Linked DNA regions of Pan troglodytes: region 2 is linked to region 1. A link is a contact called in public Hi-C data. All regions are on one chromosome and are shown on one strand. Each heading gives the region's core, a stretch centred on a gene start, on an enhancer-like site or on the middle of the called end of the contact. The rest is flanking DNA. Distances are from core to core; before and after follow the strand shown.

Region 1 (2,967 bases), core at 151-2,650:
GCCTGGGCCACAGAGTGAGACTCCATCTCCAAAAAAATAAATAAATAAATAAATAAATAAATAAATAAATAAATAAATTTTAAAATTAGCCAGGCATGGTGGTGCAAACCTGTGGTCCCAGCTACTGAGGAGGCTGAGGCTGAAGGATCTTTCTTTTTTTTTTTTTTTGAGATGGAGTCTCGCTCTGTTGCCCAGGCTGGAGTGCAGTGGCGTGATCTTAGCTCAGCTCACTACAACCTCTGCCTCCCGGGTTCAAGCAATTCTCCTGCCTCAGCCTCCAGAGTAGCTGGGACTACAGGCACCTGCCACCATGCACAGCTAATTTTTGTATTGTTAGTAGAGACGGGGTTTCACCACGTTGGCCAGGCTGGTCTCGATCTCCTGATCTTGTGATCCGCCTGTCTCGGCCTCCCAAAGTGCTGGGATTATAGGCATGAGCCACTGCGCCCAGCTGAAGGATCTCTTGAGCCCAGGAGTTTGAGGCTGCAGTGAGCTGTGATTGCACCACTGTACTCCAGCCTGGGCAACAGAGTGCTGTCTCAATAAAAAAAAAAAAAAAAGAATGCAGAAATACAGAGGTGGCAGATATAAAGATCAGCTACTATCCCCGGGGCTGAGATACAGTATCCAATGAAGAATCTTCTCCCACAAGGGCTGAGATCCAGATGTCATTTGAAAGGCATGGCAGAGAAGCCACTGACATGCCTCACCAAATGAGACCTCCTAGAAATCGGCCCTCTGGGGTATCAGGTGAAGCTGCTATTCCACCAAGCACTGTTGGAACCAAGAACTGTAGGAAACTCACTCTGCAGGAGCCCATTGCTGGAAAGAGCTTTGCCAGTGCAAGGATCAAGCACTGTAGACAGTCAGGCTATTAGAGGAGTCAAGCACGAGAGCATGCAGACTCAGCAAGAGCCCAGTGCCTGAGGAAGCTCTACCCATACAGGAACCAAGTGGCAGAGAAAGCCATGCTTTCTACCTGTTAGATAAAGTGCGCTTGGTGAGAGCACAGTGCTGGAGAAAGCTAGACCGCTACAGAAGCCAAGTACTGGAGAAGCGTGCTCTGCCAGAGTTCAGTGCTAGAGAAAGCCAATAAAGGTCAGGACCAGTGGTGGGTGTGCAAAAACTGTCCAAGTGCCAGGAGCCACTCACAGCAAAGGCGGCATGTGGTATGGGATTTGTGGTGTCCATATTGGGGGAGGGAACGTGGTAAAGTGTTGCAAACTGGGGTCTTTGGGCCTCCCAAGGACTTTTCACTCTGGACATGCATCTAGGGCAGAGAACCACTGGGATCTGCCCCTGAAAAACTGCAGCAAGAGCAAGAAAAATGAAACCTCAACAGGACCAGAACCAGGAAGAGCTTCCCCTTCTTCTTGCAATGTCCCACCAGCGCCCTCTACTGACAAAGCATAACATCATGTTCTTTGCAAGGAGAAATGTATTAGAAGTCCAGCCCGTTATCTTAGAGCAGGTACTGGAGGGTGACATTTAGAGCTGAGACAACTGATTGAAAACTGACATAGTGCCAGAATCCCCACATAGGCTCTCTGACTCAGACTGAAGGTCAATATGACAGGAAGGCCTAAGTGAAAGCCCCTGGAACTTCCCCTCCCTACAGAGAAAAGAAGCCAGTAGAAATACCACATTCCTGAGGGAAGCACAGAGATTAATGCCACCATCAAAAAATTAAAAGAAGCAAGGGTGATGACACCTATCACATGCTCATTTAACCCACCAGTGTGGCCTGTGCAGAAGTCAGATGGATCTCGGAGAATGACTGTGGACTATCATAAACTTTATCAGATGGTGACTCCAATTGTAGCTGCTGTTCCCAGATACAATATCTTTCTTGGAGCAAATTAGTATTTGTAAGGCTGCTAGTTTGTTTGTTTTTTTCCTTTTTTTTTTTTTTTTTGAGACGGAGTCTCACTCTGTCACCAGGCTGGAGTGCATTGGTGCCATCTGGGCTCACTGCAACCCCTGCCCCCTGGGTTCAAGCAGTTCTCCTGCCTCAGCCTCCCGAGTAGCTGGGACTACAGGTGCGCACCACCACGCCCAGCTAATTTTGGTATTTTTAGTAGAGACGGAGTTTCACCATGTTGGCCAGGATGGTCTTGATCTCTTGACCTTGTGATCCGCCTGCCTCGGCCTCCCAAAGTGCTGGGATTATAGGCATGAGCCACCACGCCCGGACTTTTTTTTTTTTTTTTTTTTTGAGGCAGAGTTTCGCTTTGTCGCCAAAGCTGGAGTGCAATGGTGCGATCTCAGCTCACTGCAACCTCTGCCTCCCGGGTTTAAGAGATTCTCCTGCCAAGCAGCATCCCAAGTAGCTGGGATTACAGGCATGTGCCACAATGCCTGACTATTCTTTGTATTTTTAGTAGAGATGAGGTTTCACCATATTGGCCGGGCTTGTCTCCAACTCCTGACCTCAAGTGATCCACCCACCTCAGCCTCCCAAAATCCTGGGATTACAGGCATGACCCACAGTGCCCGGTCTATGCTGCTAGTTTTGAGCAGGGACTGGAGCGAGAGAAGGCTCTGCAGCAAGTCCAGGCTGCATTACATCACATGCTGGTCTACTGTGTGGTGCTTGAGATCCAGCAGATCCGGTAACGCTCAGTGTCCATGGCAAACATGGCAAACACCAATAGAAGAATCCACTCCTTCACACCAACTTTTTTGTTTGTTTGTTTTTTGAGTCAGGGTCTCACTCTGTCACCGAGACTGGAGTGCAGTGGCATGATCACAGCTCACTGCAGCCTCAACCTCCCAGGCCCAAGTGACCCTCCTACCTCAGCCTCCCAAGTAGCTGGGACTACAGGCATGTGCCACTACGCCTAGCTAACTTTTTCATTTTTAGTAGAGACAAGGTCTCACTATGTTGCCCAGGCTGGTCTCAAACTCCTGGTCTCAAGTGATCCTCCTGCCTCAGCCTCCCGAAGTGCTGGGATTACTGGCATGAGT
Region 2 (2,967 bases), core at 297-2,796, 79 kb before region 1:
GGCGGCGGGGGGGCCGGGCGGCGCGGGGCGCGGAACGCTCAGAACGCCGGGGTCCACGGCCCCCCGAGGGCGCTCGGCCCCTCCCTCCGGCGGAGGCCGGGACGGCGGCGAGTGGAGATGGGGGGCGCCGGGGGCGAGGCCCTCCCACGGGCTGCGGCGCGGCCCTTCCAGGGGGAGGTCCTGCTCTGGGGGGCTCAGTCCCTCAGCCCCCCCAGGCCAACGGGGGCTCCTTGGGCGCAGGGTGCTCAGCTTCTGCCCGGGGCCCACTCAGTCCCGGGTCCGAGTCCCAGCTCCCCTCCCCCCACCCCGCCCCGCCTCTCCCCAGCGCCCCTGGCCCTTTAACTGGCCCCTTCCCGGACCCCACTGCCCAGGGGTCCAGGGCCAGGCCTGGGCCCCCCCCCAACGTTTCCGGGGTTCAAGCCCGCCCACCGCCGGTTCCCGGGGAGGGGGGGGTCGCTGTAACCTGCCCCCCTCCCCTGGGCCCGCCCCTGGACTGCGACCCCCTGCCCTACGGCTACGAGATGAGCGGAGGGGGGGTGAAGGAAGCTGCTCCGGCCCCGCCCCCCCAGCCCGCGCGCACCCCCGACCTCTCCCCCTCCCCCCAGCGCGCGACCCTCGGGAGATAGGGATTTAAATAAAATTTGAATAAATCCCCCTCCTCAAGCGGGAGGGTGGAAGGAAAGGATAGAGGGGGAGAGGGAAAGGGGAAGGGGGCAGTTGGGGTGTCTCAGCCCCCCTGGTCCCCCAGCCCCGCGCTGCTACGGCCCGGGGCCCTGGCCGCCTCTCTCATCCCTCCTCAGCTCCTTCCTCCTTCCTCCTCTCTTCCCCCCTCCCCTCCCCTCCCTCCTCCTTCCCTCCTCCTCCTCCTCCTCCCCCTCTTTACTCCCTCCTTCTCCCAGAGGAACCCCGCCCCCTTCCCCCTCCTTCCTCCACCATCTCCACTTTCCAGGACGAACGCACGCAGGGCTCGACGGGAGTTGTAGTCCTGCGGCCACTGATGCTACGGGGGAACAATAGGACGCTGGGGACAGCGGGAACTACAAACAGGACGGCGGAGGGCGTGCCCAGCCGGGAGCCGAGGATGCCGGGAGTTAGAGTCCCGTTGCCCCGAGGCTCCCAGTTGCAGAACATCGAGAAGGAGAGGGAACGATGACTACAAACAAGATGGCCTTCTCCCCCGACCCGACCTCCTTCCCAGGCGCTCACACGCCCTCCTGTCCACAACCCTCCGCGTGTGTGGTACCTGACGGGAGTCGCAGTCCATCTGCTGCCTTCCCGCTGCCATTTCTACTCGTCAGGAACAATGGAAAGGTGAAAAGGAAAGAGGACTACAAGCAAGATGGCGGAAGAGGGACATACACCTGACTAGTAGTCGATCTTACGAGGTGCGATGGGATTAGTAGTTTTCTAGCCTTCTAGTGTTCCTTAAGAATGGCGGAACCAAGAGGACGAGGAGACTACCGTAAAGATGGCAGGCTACCTAACCTCTCCCGGTCTCCGCTTTCCACCACCTTGGGCACCTCGCCCGCCTGTGGTCTCGAAATCCCCCCCACCAGTGGCGCACGGCCTGACGGGAGTTGCAGTCTCCCGGCTCCCGTTTATCATCTCAAGTCGAGACAATGGAAGGGGATGGGGCGGGGCCACCGGCAAAGATGGCGGCTGCAGGGCCGGGGCGACTGCGACATGGGATGTGTAGTCCAGGCGTCTGGCCTCTTCCCTGCGGAAATGAGGGAGAGGACTACGAAAAAGATGGCGACCTCGCCCCTCGACCTCTGCGCCGGTGCCTGCTGGGAAATGTAGTTCCTTGCCGAGCCCAACAGAGAAAGGACGTCGCTGTTGAAATGTGAATCCCGGCGGACACGCCAAATTGCCAGGCGACGGAAACGGAAAGACTCTTTTCTCCTCTCTCCGCCACCGGCTTCTGAATAGCCTGGCGGGAAATGTAGTCCCAAGCTTTCACTCGCGAGTGGAGGGGAAGGATTTATGTCACCAGTGGGGATCAGTGCGGGTGGGGGAGAAAAACGTCGGGCGATCCGGGAATAAAGAATGTCCGCCTCTCCATGGGGCGAGGACTTTGCGTTTCAGGGGAGGGCCCTTAAAGGAAGGCAGCAGGAATCAGTCTTGTCGAACAGGGGGGCGTGGTTCTCGTCCAGAGTGTATTCACACTCTTGTTCCCTAGAAAGCCTGGGCACCTCCCACTCGATTCCTGCTCCTCAGACCTCCGGGAATCAGTGTCTTACAAGACGTGCGGGCTCCGGGGAAAAGGACCTGGAGTCACAGCGAATCCCCGCCCCGCCCCGGGAAGCCACCAAACCTTGCTTTTTCTCATCTGCAAAATGGGGACAATGGGGATAATGATCCCCACCTCGAAGCACAGTTGTGAGTGTTAAACAAGCCAATGTTCTTGTCACCAAAGTGCCCAATTCTGGCACGGGGCACGCGGTGGTAGATCCCTTTCTAAGGTCCCTTCCTGCCCAGCCGTTCTGGGAGCCCAGGAATCCATGATGCCGGACAGAGTTAGCTCCTGTGAGAAGAAAACTGACCCGCAGGCTCCTCCCAGATTGAACCGACCCCCGCCCCTCCTCATCGGGGTCCTCCAGCGTCTGTTACCGAGCACTGCTCCCAGGGGGCGCTCAATCTCCATTCGACTGAAGTACTACAAACACGATTTCCGCAACCTGGAGTTGGAGGCATTGCAGGCTGTCTAGTCTCATCCCCTGCCTGATATCCAGTCAGCCTTGGAGGCCTCTGCCTAGACACTTCAACTGCCTATGCAAATGGAACGGCTTCTCATCTTTCTGCCGTTTTTTGTTTTTTTGTGTGTGTTTTAAGGTCTTGCTCTGTCACTTGGGTTGGAGTGCAGTTGCAGGATCATAGTTTGCTGCAGCCTCGACCTCCTGGGCTTAAGCAATCCTCCTCCCTCAGCCTTGTGAATACCTGGGACTTCAGGCACGCGCCACCACACCC

What was found. Hi-C and Micro-C count contacts between places; a contact is called where the count stands out from the background.
Region 2: a contact with region 1 is called in a Hi-C map of blood, with 13 times the contacts expected there. The contact joins the promoter of FBXL19 here to the enhancer-like site in region 1. A contact is called at or near these places in 3 of 7 Hi-C or Micro-C datasets (blood, induced pluripotent stem cells and stem cell-derived neural progenitor cells).

What each region holds. Positions count from the first base shown.
Region 1 is chr18:34,870,179-34,873,145 of NHGRI_mPanTro3-v2.0_pri, reverse strand. The region is part of intron 5 of BCL7C (BAF chromatin remodeling complex subunit BCL7C); the gene reads left to right. Among named protein-coding and RNA genes, the nearest start is that of MIR762, 49 kb to the left of the region's middle. Within about 2 kb of position 1,400, at least 4 of the 24 cell types and tissues checked have an H3K27ac peak or open chromatin away from gene starts, as enhancers often do.
Region 2 is chr18:34,948,881-34,951,847 of NHGRI_mPanTro3-v2.0_pri, reverse strand. It overlaps FBXL19 (F-box and leucine rich repeat protein 19), which reads right to left and starts at 1,546. Exons shown (of 10, transcript XM_054669321.2): 1 at 1,244-1,546. The coding sequence starts at 1,285.